Linked DNA regions of Mus musculus: regions 1, 2, 3, 5, 6 and 7 are each linked to region 4. The links are chromatin contacts, called in public Hi-C, HiChIP or PLAC-seq and promoter capture Hi-C maps. All regions are on one chromosome and are shown on one strand. Each heading gives the region's core, a stretch centred on a gene start, on an enhancer-like site or on the middle of the called end of the contact. The rest is flanking DNA. Distances are from core to core; before and after follow the strand shown.

Region 1 (3,359 bases), core at 527-3,026, 1.3 Mb before region 4:
GAAGAATGGTTGTCTTATGGTAAATCCAGACTTGACCACACAGCAGCTGTGCTCAGGAATGAAGTACAATCGACTTTTTTTTTTAAAGCAGAAAGCCAAACTACTGGGTATGGTGGCCCGTGTATGTAGTCCCAGTATTTGAGAAACAGGAGGATTTTGAGTTTGAGGCTAGCTTGGGGCACATAGCTGTCCCCAAAATAAAACATAAATACGAAAAAGCCTTTCATCACCAAAACAACCAGCCGAACAAAAAACTACTCTTCTTTCACCAAATCTAGAAATATCTTGGTTAAGCATCAAACACAGAAAAGCTCCAGAGAGATAGCCTGCTTCCCTGGGATCAGAAGTGACCCCTAGCGGTTCAGAAGTACCTGGGCCTTCCAATAGAATCTTGCCTGCCAGCATTCCTTCAGATAAGAGCAGACTCTCCCTCTATGATACCACCTCCTTATCTTGACAACAACTCCCTTGTCAAGCGCTCGGTCTAATCTTTGGATTTCTGTGGGTTACTTCTGGTCAGAGTGCTTGACAGCTTGGTAGAAAGTGAAATGTCTAATTTGGAGCAAATTCGAGGTTTTAAACCCAGTGCTGAATCAAAGAGAGGCCCCACCTCTGTCCCATGATCAGAAGAAAAAGACAGTGCAAAGATCGAGAGACAGAGGCTAAGCGAGAGACAGAGGCTAAGCCACCAGGACAAGAGACTCGGACTCCAAAAACAACTCCTCCTGGAGGTGGCTCACACCTGTGATAACCTCTAGAAGCTGAGGCCGGAGGATTGCAAGTTCAAGGCCAACCCAAGCTATAGAATAAGTTCTAGGGCAGCCTAAACTGAAGTGTAACTCCCAGTCGCCAGAAATCAAATAGAGACAGCTCCTGGAAACTAGCTGACCACTGTCCTGTTATCACGAAAGGAAATAAACCCAAGGACAAAGTTAGGAGATGGAACAATGTCAGACTTGTCTCAACAGAAGTGGGAAGGGCCTTGGAGCATTCTTCCAGGAGAGCACACTGCCAGGCAGGATCTGAGCTCAGGCTCTGTCATCTTCCTGCTTAGTTTGATGTGCTCAGAAAATGGTGTAGTGTCTTGGTAAGGTGCAGGTGCCAGTAGCCTGTGCTAGGGTCTGAGACTCCACCTTTCCCCCAGGCTTCCAGGCCACAAGCTGCAGAGTCTTTCCCCCACCAAACAGAGCTAGGTCATTTGGAGCTTTTGGTGTCCTGCCACTGAATAACTCAGCCCTGGCTGTCCTGGAACTCACTCTGTAGACCAGGCTGGCCTCTGGCCTCAAATTCAGAAATTCGCCAGCCTCTACCTCCCAACTTCTGGGATTAAAGGCATGCACCACCACTGCCCTGCTTCAAACCAGCCAAAACTTATAAAACTTTAAGTGTCTCATGAGTTCAGAAGAAAGCTTGTTAAGAGGGTAACTGGCAAGTTCGGGAAAACTTGAAACCTGACACTTCACAGGGATATCTCTGCTGGAAAAAGTCTGTCAGAGCTTTGAGGTCTGAAACAGCACAAAAGGCAAAACCAACTTGTGTTCTGTCTCTAGGGTTCCAAACTCCCAGTAGATGTCATAAAAAGAAGAGGAAATGCCAAGACCAGGTGCCCAAGACTGCGCACTCACCTTCCAGGTGCCCAGGCCCACAATGGGCATCTTGGCTTTGGTACTGAGTTCCACGAACGTGGCCATGGTTGCTGCCAAAATCTTGCTGAGAGCAGATGTCTGTGTCCTTGTTAATGAGACAGATGGAGGCTTTAACGTCCTGGATGAAGAGGCCGGCTCTTACTGCAAGCGCCACGCCCAGACCCCTCCCGCCCCCGCCCCCCCTCCCGCAATGAACCGGAAGTTCATCCCAGTCTTTTGTAAGCTTTTAAGAGTGTGAGTAAAGATTAGTCATAAACCAGAGGGAAATCTCCCTGATGCAGAATATAAATTACTTTGTAGAGCTACTTAGAGGTGTATGAGCCTTAGGCGCATGGGGTGAAAGATCCTTCGAGCTATATTGCTAGCTATGTTTGGGTTTCCACAGTGTGTGGAGAATATGTATGGGTTTCCACAGTGTGTGGAGAACGGTGGAGCCTGTAGGTATTCCATGAGGTTGAGGCAAGTAAAAGTTTTCAGAGGCAAAATGGGAGGCTGCATAAATTATTTTGAGCTAACTGTTGCTGATCACAAAAGATCAATGACAGGGGCGCTTGCAGAGGAGGGGGGAGGGGAGAGAGGGGAGGGAACGGGAGAGGAGAGAGTGTTTTCTGACCCTCTTTTTGTTTGTTTGTTTGTTTAAGTTTTACTCATCTAATTGATGGAAGATTGTGAAAAGCAAATTTCCCCTGTTAACCACTAAGACCTTTCTTTGATAATATTCTTTCTCTCTCCCTCTCCCTCTCTCTCTCTCTATCCCCCCTCTCTCTGAATTTGAAATTTGACAAGTTGTCTAACTGTATAATTATAGTGAGCTTTTACATTTTTTTTGCTTACATTTAAAAACCAGACTTTTGTGATTATATTCTGTTTCACTAAGGACAGCATGAAAAAGAAAGATGCGAGCATAAACATCCTTTTCTGTCACTCGGATGCCATTGCCCGGTGCAGTTTCCTGGGCTCTTCTCAGCCTGTGTCAGCTTCTATGCACCGCACCACATTTTCCAAAGCTGACACCACAAGGCTAGCTTTTCTACACGTTTATAGTGAGTCATTTCAAAATTGCCTTTATGTTAAACATTTTAACGTTGCATTCTATTTTATGGTAATTTATTCTACCATTTCCACTATTCTTAGGTCTCTTGCTGATTTCCAGCTGGTTTCTATTGTGTATAAATAATATTTCAAGAAATATCATTGCAGTGAAGCATTGGGCCTCATTCCCTGGGGATAGATCTTTAGAAGTAGGAATATAGACTCAAATGAAGTTTATTTCAGTTTATCACACAAGGTATAGGTCAAAATTGATTTTTTTTCAAAATGGCAATTTTCAGTCATTTATAGAATAATACATTCTCACCTCCATGTTTATAGTTTTTCAAGAATCATATGTAAATGTTCTTGACTTTTACTTTATTGATATTATAAAACTAATGCATGTCCTCTAGAAAGAAAAACCAGAAAAATCAGAGTAAACAAAAGATTTTACGGGAGTTATAAGAGAATAAAAATTATCATTTTCCAATATTGAAATACTTATCAGCAATAACCTTGGGGTGTAACTGGAATACCTCACTGATTCAAGAAGTCCCAGATCATAGGAGCTCTGGTCTCCAAGGTGAGCCTAGGGCAGAAATAGCAAGCTCAGGATGGAAGCCCTGACCCACAGATGCCCAGGGACAGTGGCAGGTAGCCAGGTGTATGCCTAAGCCACCT
Region 2 (3,165 bases), core at 604-3,103, 1.3 Mb before region 4:
GATCACAAAAGAACACACATGGTATGCACTCACTGATAAGTGGATATTAACCCAAAAGCTTGGAATACCCAAGATACAATTCACAGACCACATGAAGCTCAAGAAGAAGGAAGACCAAAGTATGGATGCTTCAGTACTTCCTAGAAAGGGGAACAAAATACTCACAGGAGGAAATATGGAGGCAAAATGTGGAGCAGAGACTGAAGGAAAGGCCATCCAGAGACTACCCCACCTAGGAATCCATCCCACATACAGACACCAAATCCAGACACTATTGTGGATGCCAATGTGGATCCTAACAGGAGCCTTATATAGCTGTTTCCTGGGAGGCTCTGCCAGAGCTTGACAAATACAGAGGTGGATGCTTGCAGCCAACCATTGGACTGAGCACAGGGTCCCCAGTGGAGGAGTTCGAGAAAGGAGTGAAGGAGCTGAAGGAGTTTGCAACCCCATAGGAAGAACAACAATATCAACCAACCAGACACCCTAGACCTCCCAGGGACTAAACCACCAACCAAAGAGTACACATGGAGAGACTCATGGCTCCAGCCGCATATGTAGCAGAGGATGGCCTTGTCGGGCATCAATGGAAAGAGAAGCCCTTGGTCCTGTGAAAGCTTGATGCCCCAGTGTAGGGGAATTCGAGGGTGGGGAGGTGGGAGTAGGTGGGTAGGTGAGGGAAGAAGCAGGGGGAGGGGGGATGGGATAGGGGGATTCTGGAGGGGGGACCAGGAAAGGGGATAACATTTGAAATTTAAATAAAAAATAAATCTAATTTTTAAAAGATCATAAAACAGCAACAGCTGCGCCATCACTGGGACAAGGAATTGCTTCCAGCCACTCAGAGGCACTGAGGTCCAGGCTGAAAGCCCCGCCCCCCTGCACGCGCACTGCTGGCAGCACGGGCTACTCATCCTGAGCCCAACTCCTTTACAGTCTGCGTCTGCTGTTGAAATTCTGAAAGTTCATCTCTGTGAAGTTTTCCATGTGAGTTGATTCCCTGGAGATCTGCAAGTGATTAGTTATTGTTTTGATGGATGTGTAATTTCTGGCTTGGTCCAAAACCGTTTCACTAAGCATTGAGATGAGCCTCGGAGAAACTTGCCAGGTGAGTTGAACACAGCCAGGGTGGGACCTGAGCTGACTCTCGCTCAGTCTCTCTGCCACCCTGATCCTGCTCGGGCTTTAACATGTGGGAACTAGTGGGGTCTTTGGAAAGTGAACGTGCCTGGGCTGGGGTCTGAGACTGGGCTTTCACAGGCTCCCAGACTACTCTGAAGTAGGTAATGGGGTCCTTCAGCATGGGTAGCAAGGGCAGCTGGGTCATTTGGAGCTCAGCGTTCTCGTTCTAAATAATTCAACCAGAAATAAATACACAGCCAAAACTTGTAAACTGTGAAGTAATTCTGAGGAAAAGCTTGCGACGAGAATAACTGCCTGGAGATGATGGTTTGCTGTACTTTGTAAAAATCCAGGAACAGCTGGGATCCCGACACTTGTTAGGGAAGTTAGACGCCAGCTCTGAGGCCTGAAGCAGCACAAAAACTGAAAGCAACTTGGGTCAAGGCTGTAGAGTTCCAGCCTTACCCGACCCCAACCCCCACCCGGCAGGCAAATGCTATGCAAAGAGGAAGACGTGCCAAGACCTGTCCCCACTTGAAAAAAGCAGCTGCCCAAAAACTGCGCACTCACCTTCCAGGTGCCCAGGCCCACAATGGGCATCTTGGCTCCGGTAAGGAGCGTCACGAAGGCGGCCATGGTTGCTGCAGAAACGGTTCAAAGGGAACAGACGGGAGCCTTTGCCTAAATTAGGAGTCTGGCAACTGGTTCCGTGTCCTTGAGGAGACAGGCTCTTCTTCCTACTGGCTAGCAGCCACAGCCTGGGGGCGGGCACTGGCACAGGAAGTGCATTTCGGTTTTTCGTAGGGTTGACCAGCAGTAAACACTGCAGAATACTAAGTTTCCCTGCTGCAGAGTGCAAGGCTCCCGCAGCAGTGCCCGCACAGGTGTGTGGACAAAAATAACAGGCAGTGAAAGATGAATGCATAAGTTTATTTAAGGAAGGTCATTGCTTCGAGAGTGCACATACTCTAGGGGTCCAACAAGTTTTCAGCTAGGGAAAAAAAATTCAAGGCAAACAAGGAGGCATATAGCAATCATTCTGATATCGATTAGTACTGATAACCCACTACTGTCAGACTAGCCACATCAATTATTTCTGAAACCACTATTTCACTAGCTACAATATTGATAACAAGAGATATCGGTGGGAAATCAATTGACGGATGTCCTTGCAGAATTTTTTTTCAATTTTTATTATTTATTTACATTCCCGTCCCCCCTTTTGTCCCCCCTCCCAAAATTTTTCATCCCATTCCTCCTCCCCCTTGCCTCCGAGAGGGTGCCCCCGCAGACCTCCCCCTCCCCTGGGGCTTCAAGCCTCTCAAGGATTAGGCACATCTTCTCCAACTGAGGCCAGACCAAGCAGACCTCTGCTGTATTTTTGCCAGGGGCCTCCGACCAACCCGTGTATGCTCCTAGTTGGTGGCTCAGTCTCTGGGAGCTCCCTGGAATCCGGATAAACTGAGACTGCTGGTCTTCCTATGGGGTCACTCTTCCCTTCAGCTTCTTCAGTCCTTCCCCTAACTCAACCATAGGGGTCCCAGACCTCAGTCCAACGGTTGGGTGTATCCGCCTCTGTCTCTGTCAGCTGCTGGTAGGGCCTCTCAGAGGACAGTCATACAGGCTCCTGTCTGTAAGGACAACACAGCATCAGCAATAGTATCAGACCTTAGCGCCCTCCCATGAGATGGATCCCAAGTTGGGCCAGTCACTCTTTTTAATGTATGAATTTGAAAAGCAGTAATGTGAGGCTGGACCAAAGAAGAAAGAATCATAATCTCAACTTCCTTAACACAAAAGTAAACACAGAGTAACATTATGTGCGGTTATAGTAGCCTCTGTGTCAGGCGTGGCTGTGTGAGTGTGTAATTTCATCTGTGTTCACACAATTGCTGTAAGATCATGGGAGTAAATTGGTCTAGAAGTAGAGATTACCTATTAGTCATTTCGACATGATCTTTTACTACTAAAATTCTCCTTCTCCTCCTCCCTCCTCACCCCTCCCCCTTGCTCCCCACCCTCCTGTTCTTCCCTCATTCCTAC
Region 3 (3,314 bases), core at 25-2,524, 1.4 Mb after region 4:
GCCCTGACACCTCCAGTGATGCTCTCACGGGCCAGTGTCCTCTCAGATAAAATTGGAGTTAACCCCCCATTTTGAACAATGAATCAGAGAAGTGGAGAACTGACATGATCCAAATGAGATCTTTCCTGTGTCAGCCGGGTGGGGTGGAGGGGTGGGTACCTTATAGTGTCACCCCACCAGGGCAAGCACGCCCACAAGTTATGCTCTGTTCCATGTGGCTTTAGATGCTGGGAAACGTTTGCCTACTCTTTCTCGGTGAGAATGATTATAGGCAGGCCTAATTCTTCAGTCTAACGCTCTCCCCATGCAGACCTAATTCTGATCTGCAACCACTGTCCTTTAGGTCTCATATGTGGGGCTTTCTCGCCCTCTGGTGGAGAGACTTTAGCACTGCAACTATGTCCCTGCTTAACCCTAACGGAGATACCGACCTAGTTCTTTCAGTCTCTGAGGCTTTTCCCACAGGATCCCACCTTCAGGGCTAGGAGATGGTGGCAGGGGGACCTGCTCTGCCCATTTCGTCCCTGCTCCCCTCACTTTCTGCAGACCAGGCCACCGCTTTTCTGACACTACCATTTACAGACTGCCAGACTTAGTATCCAGCTACTACATGTGACTAGTCCTCTGCCTCACACACTAACAGACCCTCCGCCTGCGCCATGACCCTTCTCAAGCCTCCCTAAGCCAATCTCCCTACTGGGGTGATCTCTTTCCTTCCTTTCTGGGCCTGACTCAGCCAGCTTCGATCTGCAGAGCACTTCTCCTCTAACTGGGTATGGTAAGCAGTCATTCCATTAGGGAAGACATGACACCAGAGGAAGCTGTTTGCTGAACCCGAATCATTGGGTGACCATGGCCTAGGGGATCTAGCAAGAGGCTTCTTTGGGGAGTGGCAAGACTTATGGGCCAACCGTGAGCTGGTTTTCCCAGAAGAGGGGAGGGAAGGCTGTCTGTGGCTACTGTCTTTACCTACTTTATTTCTCACCTTCACCCCAACCTTAAGGATAAACCAGGATCCTTTTGCCAGGTGACACTGTCTCAATGAAACAATGTAGCCAGTCTTGGTTCTAACAGCCAAAGGACTACTGTGGACTCCTCTCCCCCACCCCCATCCCCACCCCCAGGACCTTCTACCATACTATATTCTGTCCCTTTTCTCACAAAGCATGGAGCAAGAGAGCAGAGGAGGTGGCGGGAGGCACCACTGGCGTGAAGAAAGAGTGTATGCAGATGGACTGAGATGCAGCCATGGAGGGGCGTGGCTAACCCTCTCAGAGGACAATCCTGGGGTAATTGACCACATGACAGACAGTAGCCCTTCTGACCTTCTAAGGTAATTGGAACCCTTGACTTTTTTCTTAGTTTTTATCACCCTAATAAAAACCTACATCTCCCGTTGGTATGGATTGAAGCCATCCCCTTCACATATTGAGGTATTTGGGGATACGGTGAAAGCTCAGTCAGTAAAGTGCTTGTCAGGTACTCATGAGGACCTTAATTGCACACCGGGCATACCATGTAAAAAGCTGGGCACGGCAGCCGTGGGTCTGTAATCTCAGCACCAGGGAGGCAAAGCCAAGAGGATCTCAGGGACTCACTGGTCAGTCTAGCTCCAAATTCAGCAAGGAACACGGTCTCAAAAAATTAAGGTGGAGAGGCTGAAGAGGTGACTCGGTGGTTAAGAGCCCTGGCTGCTCTTGTAGAAGACCCACGTTTGAGTCTCAGCACCCACCCAGCAGCTCACAAGCATCTATAAGTCCAGATTCTGAGGATTCGCTGCTAACTTCTGACCTCTGAGGACACCATATGTGGTATCCATACATATATGTGCAGGTAAAACATTTTGTACATAGGCTAAAAATAAATACAAAAAAAAAGTAATTGCATCACCAAGACCATTTATGCCTGCCTCCAGCCTTTCTTTACCCAAACCTCATCAGCAACCCTGCACTAACCACCCTTATGAGCTGAACTCCTAGCGTCTATTAGGGATTGGGTGAGGCAGTCTCTCTCTCTCTCTCTCTCTCTCTCTCTCTCTCTCTCTCTCTCTCTCTCACACACACACACACACACACACACACACACACACACACACACACACAAAACCCACCCCAATTCCCTGGAAAAGGGATAGGTCTCTGTCCTCTGCACGGTGCCTGGCACAATAATGGGTACCCCACAAATGTCAGTATGCAGGATACCCCTTCATTTCTCTTTCTAAAAACACCTTGTGGTCCCCCTGAGTCACAGCTCTAGGGTGAAACAAAGCCAGCCTAGGGCGAGGAGCCTCCCGGGAGTGACTGCCACTCTCTGTGGGCACACGCCCATTCAGAGCTCCAATTATCAGGAGGTAACAGGTTTCTGCAATCTTACTCCCCATTTGGCCAGGGAAAAAAACAAACCATGAAGCAAGCGAGCTCTCTCAAGGATGCTTAGCTGGAAATGTTCTGCACCTCAGAATTTAAGGCTCCATTTCAGAAATGATTCAGCCTTAGATGAAAGAAGACAAATGCCCCTATTTTTATCCAGAGAAAGTTATGAAACACTACTCACATCAAATCTCCATATACCTTTTCCTCCTAATGCAGCAAAATGATACCCTTATCATCGTTCAATCAGAGGCTTGCTAAGTCGGCGCGGGGAGACGAGACTGCGACAACAATCATCGATGCTTCCGGCAGCCCCTCGCGCCCGATCCGATGCACAGCACCGCCATTATCAACACATGAAAGGCTTCCTCAATTTCACTCTTGATCATCATCAGCCACAACAGATATTTATTGACTGGCTGTTGTGTGCAGGAAATGTGGCCAGGTGCTGAGGAAGAAAAACTGGGCGAGAAAATTCTCCAAGGATTTTTGAAAAGGGGAAGAGAGGTACCAATAAGCAAGCGATCTGCCTCCAAAGTGTCCTGGGTGTAGAAAGAAGACAAACGCAGTAGCTTTGATAAAGGAGGATGGTCCGGACTGACAACGTATACTTTCAGGTTGCTCCTCATGTGATTTTTGCCAAATGCAAGAAAATGATACCAGCCTAGTTTCTCAACTAAATGCTGAGTGGCTGTGGGGAGGAAACCCTGCCCAGAATATATCTGTCTCTTCAAATTTTTTCTTTGTTTTGTTTTAATAAACAGTTTCATGCAGCCTAGGTTAGCATTGAACTTGCTGTAGAGTCATTGATGAATGTATTGGTACATGCGCATGGGTGTGGAGGCCAGAAGTTAGTCTTGAATGGTATTCCTCGGGTACCATTCATCTTGGTTTGGAAAGGTTTATTTAAAACAAACAAACAAACAAACAAAACAGGATCTTAGG
Region 4 (3,176 bases), core at 276-2,775:
CGCCGTCTATGGGGTAGGAAGTGAGGTGATTGTGTTTATGGATGGGGAGGACCCGATGTAAGGAACGGCAATCCCTGTGTATCTGGGTTCTCAAGAGAAGCAAGCTCAACTGTGATGTAATGGGAGGACGCAGACAGGGGCAGGCAGTTTCAGAACTGCAGGAGAATATCATGTGATTTAGAGCACATGTGTTGAAAAGAACGACACAATGAGATGAAGGGCACTGCTGCTATATGCTGGGATATAGCAGCGGGAGGGACATAGTGTCTTGCGCTACAGATTCTGACATGCTGACAAATAACTGAAGCTCAAAAATATTTCTTCAACATTGTGGATCCCTTTGGCCTAGGAGGATGCCATGGTATGCTGTATTCTCTGTCTTTTAATGTTGAGAAGGGCAAATTGAAAAAGGTATTTTTGTTCAGCTAGTTCTGTCCCCTCCCCTCCCATCCCCCTTCTGCCCCACTCTTCTTCTTCCCTCTTGTTTTTTCTCCTCCTTCACATAGCTCAGGCCTGGGGCATTGCATAGACAACTGAGCTACATCAGTAGTCCCATCCATCTAATTTCTAAATGAAAGGGTATTTCTCTGGCTCCATAAATCTAAGATCATACTGTACTTTTAGCAACAGTGTTTGACAGCAAACAAACAAACAAACAAACAAAAAAGCAAAACAAAAAAACCCTAAAATCAACCAAATAACCAAATAACAACAAAACTGAAACTGTGTGTGTGGTTATCCTAACATTTTTAGACTTCTTGGAGGTAAAGTACCAAGCTAGAAACTTTCCAAAACAGATCATCTCTACTTTGTCTAACGCTGCTATAACTCCTCCATGAACGGACCATTTTCCTCTGTCTAATCATCCTGTGATCTAACTTATGTAAGTGAATAAGAGACACAAACACGAGAAGCAGTGTTCTGTCTGTATCTTTGTGTAAATAATTTTTCCTGTGCATTTTTGCATGTAGATTTGAAAGCCCTACATTAAAAGTTGCATTTCATACAGACTGACAAATACCAAAGTCATAAGATAGGAACATAGGCATATGTAGTCTCGGCCCCTTTAAAAGACTAAGTGGCAAAATGCTAAGTTTAGTTGTTACAGGTTTGTGAATTGGAATATACAAGTTGTTTGTTTAGGGGAGTGCATCTTCCATATCTAGCTTTGAGAGCCTGTATTTACCTAACTTACCTAAGGTTCTAGAGTCAACTGCAAAACAAGCTGGTTGGGTGAACCAACTTTTTTGAAAGTAGACCAGAAGGAGGCCTTCAGGGCTGTCAAGACTACAACTCCCAGAATGCTCGGTTCACTTTACAGTTTAGGGAGTGAGACCTGTCACAGCACCTATCGCTCCGGATCGAGACTACAATTCCCATTATTCTCAGAGGCTCCGGAAGCCCTATTAAGCACCACCTGTTGCCATAGCATCCGGGTCCAATCCAGCCAATCCTAGTGCACCTTCTGATAAGAGGCGGGCAGTTTGCTTCTCGGGCTAACCCGAAGCGGCCTACTTCTGGCACGTGACCGGAGGAGGCGGGCTTTTGGGACCGGCGCCTTCTCCTTGCTTCTTTTTTGGGGTCGTGGCCTTGCTCCTGCCCTGCAAGAGAAGCGTCCAGGGCTTTCACGCGCAAGTGTGCGCGTGGGTCCTGACGTGCTCGTAGGTCCACGCTCCAGACTCTGCGGGGACAGAAGCAGGAGCCATGGGCGGGACCGCTAGCACCCGCCGGGTCACCTTCGAGGCGGACGAGAACGAGAACATCACCGTGGTGAAGGGCATCCGGGTGAGTGCCGTGGGCGGGCGGAGGGCAGCCTTTGACCTCGGATCCCAACGCTGAAATGTGCCTGGGACAGCTGCACCTGCTTTCTCCGCTCTCGGCCCGCCCTGCTGTCCCGCTAGAAGTCTGGGTCTCTGGGAAGAAGCTCGTAGTTTCAAGACTCCGAACCTCCATTCAGAGAAAGTTCTTGGTTGTGTGCCAGGAGCCATGCACTGTGCCGGGGTGGTGGTGCCGGGTCACCACGGTCGTCCTTGCTCACTAGTTGCAGGACTTTATTAAAACTCTTGCTTCACTGTGCTGGTCCGTGTGCCTCCTGTACAGGACCCAAGCCCTTCTTTTCCACGCACAGTTCTTTCTCAGAGTGAATTGGTGTTTTAAGGATTACTCTTCTTTGCCTCTGTTATTCCCTGCCCCTCTTCTGGTATTACCATTCAAGTCATTCCTGACCCTGCTGCTAATTTCTGGCTTCTGGCTCTTTCCCTTCCACCTGATAATTTCGTTTTCCCAGGCGCCTCCCCTGTGGTTTGTTGGCCCAAGTTATGAACCTGACCCAGTTGGACTATACAGGCCTATAACTGCCAGCCTGCTAGGGGCGGAGGTCGGTTTGCAGGCCTTCAAGGTTGTAGAACTGAGACAACTTCTAAGGGATCGTTATAGAGACTTATTAAATGCCCTCTGCATGTACTTGATACATGAACTGAAAACTTGAATTTCCTCTAGGGCGTTAGTATACACACTAACAACTTTAATATTCTCCTTTGCCTCGACTTTGGAGCTTCATGCTTTGGGAAGTACACTTACTTGTATCTAGTAAATAGAGCACTATGACTTCAGAAGGTTTTAGAGTACTTTATATTTTCTGTCTACTGCTTTTACACAACTACTCTTAATTAACTATGTAAGAGTTACAAGGAAATAAAAACTTAAAAACATTTCAACTGCTTGAAAACTTTTTCCTTTGAAATTTGTTACTTTGAAAAGAACTTATTAAAGTTTTATTGATTAGAAACCCCAGACTGTTGAACTGAGTTTTTGAGTCTGTGACCAGCAATTCTCACTCTACTAGTGATAGAGCCCTTTGCCTGCTGTGGTTTAGTTGGTAGTTTTTGTAGTAAGATAAGAATTACTGCATACTTGAGTTTTGTACAGAGGTGGAGGGAAAAAAAAAAACCAAAAAAGAAAGGAAAAGAAAGTCGATAAAAGGCTTAGAATGTTGAAAACTTAAAAAAAAAAAAAAAAAAAGGAAAGTAAATTTCAGATGAAAAAACTGTTTAGAACAATGCATTAAGTCTTTCTCCTCATGTTTCATCACAGACAGGCCAGTGACACAAACTGTATGAGTTTGGGCACAGCATAGAGATTTAGATACAATATCAGATAGGGTAGAGTGATAGGCA
Region 5 (3,069 bases), core at 83-2,582, 1.2 Mb before region 4:
GACCCTGTTTAACGATCCCCTCTTGGGTCTTTATTTTCGAAAAGCAGGAGAAAGAAAATAGAAACAATGACAATAACTTCTATTGACTTTCTAGATTTCTGCTTCCCCCGTGCATGGATTTTCCTGAACAACTCAAGAGAACATATTTCTGAAGTCTCTTTAAGGTCTATTAATTTTGACATGGGCAATCAAAGACTATCATCAGCTCGTTTATATGAGTTGTTTTGCTGGGGAATTGAGCCACCGTCTCCTGGGCCTTCTCCTTCCTTGACTCTCGGCAAAGCTGCTACCATTTTCTTCTCTCGCACTGCCTTTATTTGCACTCCCTGTACTCAGAAGGCTGGAGTACTGATCAAGTCAAAAGCAGCAGGACTTCTATGGCTAGTTTCCAAAAACATGGTAGGACAAAATACTTCATAGTAACTTAAAGCTGGAAGGGACCATGACGATTATTAATTATGTCTAGGTGTGGTGCTGGAATCTCAGAACTTGTGAACTGAAGTCAGAAGGTGAGAGTCCAGGATCGTCCTCAGCTGTACACTGAGTCTGAGGCCAGCCTGGGCTACACGAGTCCTTGTTTCAAATAAGAAAAACAAACAAACAAAGCAAAATGAAAGGAAACAGAATGAAGCACAGAAAGATCGTGAGCTCTTTTCATGGAACCCGGAGTCAGAACAACTAACTGCCTAACTCAAGGACGACGAGCTAATTAGTGGTATAGCTAGGAACAGAGTCTGAGAGGAACTCAATCAATCAGCTAGTAAATACTGATCGATGACCATAGCTCTTCCCTGCCCACAAGGGGCTGAGGCCAAATTGACAATGCATATCAATATGTAGGGGCATAAGATAAAACTCCAGAAAGTACCAGTATAATTGGAAGCACAGCTGCTTAGTTCACGGTGCTCATGTCTGGGTTTATAGAAACCTTTAACTCCTGGGTAGTGGTGATTTTAGTAGATTATAGAGACACTCCTCTTTTGGAGAGGGTGATAGTTAATGTAGAGGTTCATATCTGGTCAGTGTTGAGAATAAATGATCTAGTCTCTGCTCTATAGATACCTCTTTTGCAGAAATGCAGGCATGTATTCACCAAGTAGAGTATGCCAGTCTACAGCCATCTGTAGACACAGACACACACTGACTGACCTTTCAATGTAAGTGAGTGTACCCCAAAAAGCATAAAAATTAAAATCTTTATGCCCTAGGGTGATCATTTGTATCACTTATGATTATCTTTGTACAATCCTGGGGCTTTCCCCTACTGCATAGCACCCCTTCTTGGAAGTTTGAGTCACCCCAGGGCTCACATCCCCAACTGCGGGCTCCACCCCCCTCTGAACTGCTGTCTCCAGTCTTCACTGACTCAATGAATGGCTCATTTGAATGGCTCCTGCATTTGCCCAGTTGCCCTGGCCAGCACTGGAGCCATGCCCAACTCCTTCTTCACATTCCAAAGCTAACTCACCAGTGAATGAGGACTGGAATATAAAAATAGAATATAAAAATATTTCTAGGATGTGAGCATGTTTACCATCTCTGCTGCCACCAGCCAGACCTTTACCGCTGGTTTTCTTGGAGGACTGAAACAACCAGAGGATCTCTGGTTCCCTGTTTTCCCACACACTAGTCAGACTGACTCTTGGACAATGTAGAACACACACCCTCTCCAGCATCTAAAATGAAACAGAGGTCTCAGTGTGGTCCAGGGACTAGTCAGATGGCCTTTGAAACTTTGCTTCCTAAATGTCTCTGTCTGTCTCTATGTTTCTCCTCCTCTTCCTCCTTGTCACCTCCCCTCCTTCCCTCTGTAGGATCCACATGGTTGCTAGCCTGGAACACAGAAGGGATGCTCTTACTTCAGGCCTTCTGAAGTCTGTTCCCACTGCATGGGGATAAGCTTTCCATCTGAGGCGCCTAGGTCTTATCCTCTACTCTTACGTCAGTGTCAATTTAGATGTCACATCTCATCCCAGGATGAAACCAGCCTTCCCCATATATTCCAGCACTGGGCTCTGCTCTGTTCTCTTCCCAACACATCTCACCACTTGCTTCTGATTCACTGTTTTTCTTATACCTAAGGAGTGTCCATCTCAGTAGAACTTGGGCTCTCTGGATCCAGGAGGTTTCAAGCCTTGTGCTCTCTGTTGGATCTGTGAGGATTCAGCCACACAGCATACTCTTGGAAGCTGTTTATGGGTAAATGGTGGGTAGATGGATGGATGGGTGGGTGGATGGAGGGATGGGTATAGGACATGAACTCATTTATGGATGGGTGGATGGATGGATGGATAGATGGATGGGTATATGTATGGATGGGTGGGTGAATGGATGGATGGATATGGGACATAAGCTTTTTTTCCCCATGGTATACATGGGTTCTGAGGAAATTGAATACTTTTGGAGGAACATAGCTTAGCCACACTTGGCCTCTTCAGCAGCAATGGCAGGCCAGTGCTCATAACCTCATTCCTATTTTCAGATCTTCTGAAAAACACAGACATCTTAGGGCTACCTGGGACATCTGCTCCCTACAGCTGATATCATGTTGCTCTGGAATCTTCTACTGTTATCCCATTCTAGACCTTGTTTCTATCTCTGTCCACTACCCTGAAGAGGCTGATTGGCTTCCCTCTCTTGTTTACAGTGAAGAGGTGGGCTGGGTTCCCTCTCCTGCTCACTGAGGAAGTGGGCTAGCTTCTCTCTCCGGTTACAGCTTTGCACACGTAAGTTTCCTGTTCCTTTTAGTATGCCTCTGTCCCTCAGAGATTTTTGTTCCTTAAACAGAAACTTCCAATAAGAGGGGAGTCTTAGCAAGAAAAGGCAGGAGAGAGGATGGAGAGACCAGAAATAGTGGCATCTGGTTGGCAGTGTCTAACTGTCTCTTGGGATATCTTAGCTCTCCAGCACCAATGGTAAATCCCACCTTACTGTCCCCCAGGGATCCTGATGCTGTTCCCTGGCTCCCTAGTCCTCCAGGTTCCCCTTTTAGATGAAGAATGGCCCATAGGAAGGACATGTCTCCTTCAAGCTTCAGGGGATTGCCACCAAAGGCAGTAGCAATGGCAT
Region 6 (3,219 bases), core at 31-2,530, 1.4 Mb before region 4:
GTGATGGTTTGTATATTCTTGGAGCAGGGAGTGGCACCGTCTGGAGGTGTGGCCTGGTTGGAGTAGGTGTGTCACTGTGGGTGTGGACTTAAGACTCTCACCCCAGTTGCCAGGAAGTCAGTCTTCCACTAGCAGCCTTTGGATGAAAACATAGAACTCTCAGCTCTGCCTGTGCCATGCCTGCCTGGATACTGCCATGCTCCCACCTTGATGATAATGGACTAAACCTCTGAACCTGTAAGCCAGCCCCAATTAAATGTTGTTTTTTATAAGACTTGCCTTGGTCGTGGTGTCTATTCACAGCAGTAAAACCCTAACTAAGACAGATGGGTTCCCAAACTACTCCTGAGCCAAGGATGAAGGCTCACACCTATAATCCCAGTATTCAAGAAGCTGAGGCAGGAGGATTACTCCAAATTTGATCAAGGTCATTTTAGGTTAGAGAGAGAGAAACCCTGTCTCAAGAAATCAAAATCAAAACTAAAAACAGCTCCTGGTTAACAAGCTGGCTACTCTCATGTTGTCAGTAATAGAAACAGCAAAGAAGGCAGAGTTAGAAGAAGATGGACCAATGTCAGACTTGTCCCAAGATTTCGTGAGAAATCTGTTTCACTGGGTACTGGGATGGGCCACAGAGCAACTTGCCAGTAGAGATTAACACAGCCAGGGCAGACTTTGAGCTGACTCCAATTCTGTGGCTCTCATGCTGCATGGGTCTTAAGGTGTGGGGGAATCACATGGAGATTTTGTAAACTGCCTGGGCCAGTCCAGTTGTCCTCTGCCTTTCCCACAAGCTCCCAGGCCACTCAGATGTTGGCATAGTCTTGCATCATAAGAGTGGGGTCATTAAGAACTCTATACTCTCTCTCAGTCACTCAGCCAGTAACAAACCAACAGAGACCCTCAGAGTCCCAAGGAAAGGCTTTCTAAGAGAAAACTTCCCTGAAAACAGTTTTCTCCCTGAAAAATTGTACAAATTTAAACCTGATATTCGCCAAGGAAGCTATTGTCATTTCTGGGAAAGGCTCATCTGCAACCCAAAGCAGCTGACAACAGGTGATAATGCTGGCCTTATCAAACCCAAGGCAGATAGATGCTCTGCACAGAAAAGAAAATGTCCAGACCTCCCCTCAAAGGCAGCAGGTGTCCCAAGACTGCACACTCACCTTCCAGGTGCCCAGGCCCACAAGGGGCATCTTGGCTTTGGTACTGAGTTCCACGAAGGTGGCCATGGTTGCTGCAGAGAGTTCTCTGAGTGAGCAGATGAAATGCCTGCTTTCTCTACAAGGAGGCTGGTGACATTTTTATGTCCTGGATAAAGGAGGCGGGCTCTTACCACATTGGCAAGCAGCCACAGCCAAGGGTTGGGGCATGAGAACAGGAACTTCATGTCAATCTTGTGCCACACTGATCATCGTAAACAAAGATTAAAGTCAGCACAGTGCAAAGGCTATCTGGGCAGAATGCATGCTTTATTGGGTATGCGGATCAGAGGTTTGTGAACCTAAGTGACATGGTTGAAAGGTCATCCAAGATGAACTGGTAAGTTTATTTGGGAAGGGTCATTGCCCTGGGAGTGGATATAACGCTAGTGAACTGCGTGGGTGCTCATGCAGTTTGAGGCAAATAAAAATGTCGAGGAAAAATGAGACATCTTTTACAGTAACTACTTTGAAATAACTGTCCTTGGCCACAAAACTAAGGGATGTCTGTTACAGAGGAAACTGGCAGGTGACCTTGTGGAAAGATTTTTTTTTTTTTTAAATGTAGGTCATGGACACCTTTCTAGAAATGCCTGTATCTGTGCGTTTTCTGTCAGATTGCAAGGCAAGAAGATTCCCTGAGGATGAAAATGACCTGCTAGCCACTGGGACAGGTTCTTTCCTAATGAAATTCTCTTTCTCCTTCCTTTGTTTTTCCTTTCTTCCTCGTTGCCTACTTTTCTTCTTCTTCTTCCTTTTCTTTTCTTTCAGATTTAGGGATTTGACCAATTGTGTTTTATAACGACATTAAAAAAAAAAAAAAACTGTGCCTGATTTGAAAACAATCTTTTGTGACTATGAAATGTCATGTACTCAACTGTGAAACGCAAGGATGGTTTATAAGGGTGAGAACCTGAAGCAGAATATCCCCATCACCTAAACTGCCATTCGCAGTGCTGTTTTCTTCTGTCTTTGCATATGTGTTTTATTAATAATGTCTCTGAGTATATATGTCTTAGTTCTTACATACTATACATATATTTTTGGAAGCTAACTTCATAAAACAAACTTTCTAAACATCTACAACAAGTCACTTTGACTTCATGTTTTGGTTTTGTTTCTTACTTTTGCATGTGCCCATGCACGCGTGTGCAGCCCTGTGGAGGCCATCCCAGGACATCAGATCCCCTGGAGGCTATAGGTGGTTGTGAGCCACTGGGTGTGGGAATTGAACATGGGTCCTCGGTTAGAGCAGCATGTTCTTTTAACCGCTAAGCCTTCTTTCCAGCCCTAAAACACCATTTTAAAATTACTTTTACCACATACATTTTAATGGTTGCAAAAGATTTTATTTTGTCAACATTTATTTGGTCATTTCCACTATTCTTAAATATTTAGTTTGTTTTCGATTGGTTTATAATAGGAATGAGTAATATCCCTAAGTGTACCATTGTAGGTATTTCATAGAAGTTCCATATCCCAGGACACTGACAATTACTGCCCCAGTATGTGCAGAGGGTTCCCTCTGTATTTCTTGAGTCTTCGCACATGGGATAGTCTACATGTGCTGTAGAATCTAGCTGAAAGAAGAGCACCAGCTAGCCACCACGTAGTTAGAATTGTAAAACAATGTCATGTACTGGCATACACTTGTCACAGTCAGGTAAATTGGACTCAGGGAGTAGGCTCTGTGGCTAGAGACTGGATAGTCATATGGACATCTCTGAAGCCTACACACAGGGCTCACCCCATCAAAGACCAGATAACTAGGCAAGAAAGCTAAAGATCAGGTAGAAATCATAGCCAAGCTCCATCTCACACTGTGACGTCTCTACATGTTCCCCTCTCTGAAATCCCACTGACACATGGAAAGAGAAGATCCTAAATGCATATATTTCAATCCAGAAATAAATGGGAGTAAAATGAAATACAGAAGGAGACAGGGTCAGGAAGTGAACTAGGTTGAAGCTTTATCAGTACTAAAGATCCTGCAGACTACTTTGCCATGGCTGACTAG
Region 7 (3,227 bases), core at 452-2,951, 1.3 Mb before region 4:
AGTTACCAGGAGACTATTGTAACAGTGTCTCATCTTTAGTGCCATGATTGATAGGAGAATTCCACAGGTGTGCCTTTCTACATTTGACTGGCCCAGGCAAAATACTGTGTTTTAGAGGGTCAAACATACTTAGTTTATTTTGCAATAACAAAGCTTTTGCTACGTAGTGCATTTCCCTAGCTGGTGATGACTCCTCTGTGATGCCACCTGTCAGTAAAGACGCACACTTCGGTGGTGGTGGTAAGGCCTCTTTTATCTTTTGAGAAAGGATCTCGTTTAGCAACCAGGTTGACTACAACATCTCGGTCCTTTCCCCTTTATTTTCTTAATGTCAAGTAAAGAGATGTGAGCTGCCACACAGAGCAAGAGCATCACTTCACAAGACATCAATCAGCTCTTTGTGTTTGGACCCAGGAGGTTCAAAAGGCAGAGAAGTCTCTATGCCAAGAGGGATTTCACAGAGGACAAGTGGTGGGCGTCAGGTCACCTGTTATCTTACACAAACCAAATCCCCAGAACTAGACTCAAATTCAAATACTATTAATTAGAGAAAAAGTACACCAGAATTTCCACATGCCACCAGTTGTGGGGATTGGTTTTGTTAATAAAACTCAAGTGGAAAATATCTGTTCTTTATAAATTTTCCCTGGGGTGGGAGTGGAGAAGTGCCACTTTTTAAGAGGGCACCGACTGGAAAATCACCAGAATGGGATTTAGAGAGGTGGGGTTCCTGACTCATTACCTTGCAGATGCAGTTGTCCCTGTTGCGTAATCAGGGGGCAACTGGAGCATGACCCAGCAGAAGGAGACTGGAATGAAACAGACCATCACTCAGAGGGGTGTTGGACGAGTGCCAAAATTGCCGTCATAGTTCTTGGGGCAACTCAGATTATTTTAGGAAAAGTCTTTTGTTTTTCTACCTAATACAACTGATTTATTTCGTACCCCCTAACATGGAATCATTGCTGTATGAGAATGGACTTTTCCTACTATGGGATTGTTCACTTTTTTGTTCTCTGACTTTTCACTTTTCCTCCAGAGTTTAGCCAACTTATTATACTGGAACCTTCCGCTTAAGAGTCTTACTTTCCAAAATCACTTATGTGTGATCCAGAGATGAAACTTATGGGAGATCATAGCTTAACGGTTATGGATTTTTGCATCAAGTCTTGTTGAACCAGACTAAACATGTTCAGACACCGGTAGTGGTAGAAAGGTACTACAAACGGGTATTTCGTAGTTCTCTGCAAAACCGGTTGCAATCATTTTAATAGCGGGGATGGGAGTGCTTAAGTACACCTGAAATTTAACTTTTAATCTAAGGGGGGGGGGGAACGCTCTTAAATACACCTGACGCCTATCTGCTCCATCAGATTCAAAGCAAGATGTGTAAGATTCCAGAAGAGTGTCATTCTGAGATTAGAAAAGACACAGACGTCTTCTTCTGGGCTCGAAAACGAAACCAAAACTTCTCCCCAGTCTCCTTATCTCTAGTCTGCTGGTTATTTTCAGAGCTTTCCGTCTGGTGCTACAACAGCGGGCAAACACTGCCACGTGGGGCGCAAGCAGAGCAGCTGGAGAATTCCGTGCCGCTAGGACCTAGGGAAAGAAGCATCCTCGCCGACCCCTTCAGAACCGCGGCATCGACCAATCAGAAGGATCCGTCTCTCAGCCGTGCAACCAATGGCAGGCGTTCTTTCTACAGGCCGTTGGGGCTATTTAAAGGTGCGCGCCCGAGCCAGCGCTGCACATTTGCCGGTCCGGGTTTGTAACGTGCAGCGATCATGGCCAGCCATCTGGAACTCAACAACGGCACCAAGATGCCCACCCTGGGCCTGGGCACCTGGAAGGTAGGCATGCATCAGGGTGCGACCCGCCGCCCGCTGGGTGACCCTGAGCGGCCTGCGCGGAGCGGGGCTCGCGTGGCGGGGCCTGTGAGCGTATCTGGCTGCGGCCCGGCGTGTGGGGCTTCGGGCGAGCAGCGCTCGAGTCCGCGTGGGCGCCCCAGGTGGAGACACACCCACGGTGACCCGGGTGAGAGGGATTGAAGCAGAGCCCTAGATTTGTCATCTGGCACCTGTGGCGCCCCAGCCTCACGAGTGAATTGACCTCACTTGGCGCAGATGTTGCCCTCTCGGGAATGAGCCACTTGGGCCAATGGGCCTGAGATAATTAAATTAGCAGGCGAGAGCTTGCCAGGAACCAGCTTGTTTCTCTGTCCTCTAAGTCTCTGAGTGCAGTTCTTAATGGGTGCGGAACTCCTGGAGAATTAATCTGACTTCCGCGTTGCTGGGTGCCACCCACTAATAAGAAGACTTCAGGCGAGATATCCCCAAAACCTCAACACAACACAGCAGAGTTGAGAAGAGGGCCAGATACATCATAGTGAAATACAAAAAGAAAGAACCGATATTTAAAAACCAAAAATTATAACTGATTTGATTATTTGGCAACTAAGGAACCAATTTTTGGTGTTATTGCTGAAGCAGAAAAACCTAGCTCTTAAGCTACTTGCAGGGTAGTTGTATTATATATTATAGACCGATGCTGTGACCTCGATCTTTAAGAACCTTGAGTATGGTGGACCTGGGCACTTAGACACAGTGAAGGTAAGAGAAAATCAGGTAGGGTTGAATTTAAATGGTTTGAAACCAGACAGAGTCTGTTTCTACCCAAACTACAGTTAAAACAACGGGTAATGCAAATGGAGAATAAGAAACAGGTCATAGACTTGTCTTTCTCAGAACGTGTATCTAAGCCAGTAGATTAGCAAGTGCGGCTTTTGTTTCCTTACAGAGGGTCCTTGGTGACTGCAAAGGTATGATTGAATTACAACCGTGATACCAGGTTGAATTCGGTGTGGTGGAATGATAAGAAAGACGGTTTCCCTGCCATAGCAAACACAGCTACTGGACACAGCACACACAGGCACATGTAACTACAGTAGTTTTATAATACATGACCCAAATTATGGGTAGGATGATGATACTTTAATTCTGTCCCATTTCTCCAAAAACCAAGCTCATCGCTTTAGAAAAATCGTCTCATGGGCCAGCATTTTGAGATCAGTTCTGAGATAAATAAGGAGTAAGCATTCATAAGCCAGTGGCTAGAGCGCATGTGACAGCCTCAGAGAGCTGGGTGTTTGTTTAAAATAACATACATTTGTATGTATAGATCGTTTTGGTTTCTTCTCAGACATTTCTGTTACTTCCCACTGTGCCTGG

What was found. Promoter capture Hi-C pulls out the DNA fragments that hold promoters and counts their contacts. A called contact is a pair of places that touch in the nucleus more often than the background predicts. HiChIP or PLAC-seq counts read pairs in DNA pulled down with a chosen protein or histone mark. Capture Hi-C pulls out chosen DNA fragments and counts their contacts.
Region 1: a contact with region 4 is called in a promoter capture Hi-C map of 3T3-L1-derived adipocytes, with 5 times the contacts expected there. The contact joins the promoter of Akr1b8 here to the promoter of Chchd3 in region 4. A contact is called at or near these places in 7 of 39 promoter capture datasets (the 3T3-L1 cell line, 3T3-L1-derived adipocytes, embryonic stem cells and 3 more) and 2 of 9 other capture datasets (adipose tissue and embryonic stem cells).
Region 2: a promoter capture Hi-C map of liver shows a contact between it and region 4, with 2.9 times the contacts expected there. The contact joins the promoter of Akr1b10 here to the promoter of Chchd3 in region 4. A contact is called at or near these places in 3 of 39 promoter capture datasets (embryonic stem cells, liver and pre-B cells), 1 of 484 Hi-C or Micro-C datasets (B cells) and 1 of 9 other capture datasets (liver).
Region 3: a Hi-C map of cortical neurons shows a contact between it and region 4, with 4 times the contacts expected there. The contact joins the enhancer-like site here to the promoter of Chchd3 in region 4. A contact is called at or near these places in 4 of 39 promoter capture datasets (the 3T3-L1 cell line, cranial neural crest, embryonic stem cells and 1 more), 2 of 484 Hi-C or Micro-C datasets (cerebral cortex and cortical neurons) and 1 of 115 datasets of contacts at active chromatin or transcription factors (large pre-B cells).
Region 5: a contact with region 4 is called in an H3K27ac HiChIP or PLAC-seq map of T-cell acute lymphoblastic leukemia, with 4 times the contacts expected there. The contact joins the enhancer-like site here to the promoter of Chchd3 in region 4. A contact is called at or near these places in 4 of 39 promoter capture datasets (the 3T3-L1 cell line, 3T3-L1-derived adipocytes, the C10 cell line and 1 more), 1 of 15 datasets of contacts at CTCF or cohesin (the NIH/3T3 cell line), 1 of 484 Hi-C or Micro-C datasets (Th1 cells) and 1 of 115 datasets of contacts at active chromatin or transcription factors (T-cell acute lymphoblastic leukemia).
Region 6: a contact with region 4 is called in a promoter capture Hi-C map of embryonic stem cells, with 2.8 times the contacts expected there. The contact joins the promoter of Akr1b7 here to the promoter of Chchd3 in region 4. A contact is called at or near these places in 2 of 39 promoter capture datasets (embryonic stem cells and liver).
Region 7: a contact with region 4 is called in a promoter capture Hi-C map of pre-B cells, with 6 times the contacts expected there. The contact joins the promoter of Akr1b3 here to the promoter of Chchd3 in region 4. A contact is called at or near these places in 3 of 39 promoter capture datasets (embryonic stem cells, liver and pre-B cells), 2 of 484 Hi-C or Micro-C datasets (CD4 T cells and erythroblasts), 3 of 115 datasets of contacts at active chromatin or transcription factors (astrocytes, double positive thymocytes and large pre-B cells) and 2 of 9 other capture datasets (adipose tissue and liver).

Annotation. Positions count from the first base shown.
Region 1 is chr6:34,352,563-34,355,921 of GRCm38.p6, reverse strand. It overlaps Akr1b8 (aldo-keto reductase family 1, member B8), which reads right to left and starts at 1,776. Exons shown (of 10, transcript NM_008012.2): 1 at 1,626-1,776. The coding sequence starts at 1,691.
Region 2 is chr6:34,382,935-34,386,099 of GRCm38.p6, reverse strand. Akr1b10 (aldo-keto reductase family 1, member B10 (aldose reductase)) reads right to left here and starts at 1,853. Exons shown (of 10, transcript NM_172398.3): 1 at 1,693-1,853. The coding sequence starts at 1,758.
Region 3 is chr6:31,658,006-31,661,319 of GRCm38.p6, reverse strand. All of the region lies in intron 1 of Gm13846 (a long non-coding RNA gene), which reads right to left. Among named protein-coding and RNA genes, the nearest start is that of Gm13848, 6.5 kb to the left of the region's middle. Within about 2 kb of position 1,274, at least 22 of the 459 cell types and tissues checked have an H3K27ac peak or open chromatin away from gene starts, as enhancers often do. A contact at or near this core is called in cortical neurons, where this site is marked.
Region 4 is chr6:33,058,609-33,061,784 of GRCm38.p6, reverse strand. It overlaps Chchd3 (coiled-coil-helix-coiled-coil-helix domain containing 3), which reads left to right and starts at 1,525. Exons shown (of 8, transcript NM_025336.2): 1 at 1,525-1,785. The coding sequence starts at 1,705.
Region 5 is chr6:34,272,899-34,275,967 of GRCm38.p6, reverse strand. No RefSeq gene overlaps it. Among named protein-coding and RNA genes, the nearest start is that of Akr1b3, 43 kb to the left of the region's middle. Within about 2 kb of position 1,332, at least 60 of the 459 cell types and tissues checked have an H3K27ac peak or open chromatin away from gene starts, as enhancers often do. A contact at or near this core is called in the NIH/3T3 cell line and T-cell acute lymphoblastic leukemia, where this site is marked.
Region 6 is chr6:34,410,423-34,413,641 of GRCm38.p6, reverse strand. Akr1b7 (aldo-keto reductase family 1, member B7) reads right to left here and starts at 1,280. Exons shown (of 10, transcript NM_009731.2): 1 at 1,167-1,280. The coding sequence starts at 1,232.
Region 7 is chr6:34,315,963-34,319,189 of GRCm38.p6, reverse strand. Akr1b3 (aldo-keto reductase family 1, member B3 (aldose reductase)) reads left to right here and starts at 1,701. Exons shown (of 10, transcript NM_009658.3): 1 at 1,701-1,850. The coding sequence starts at 1,785.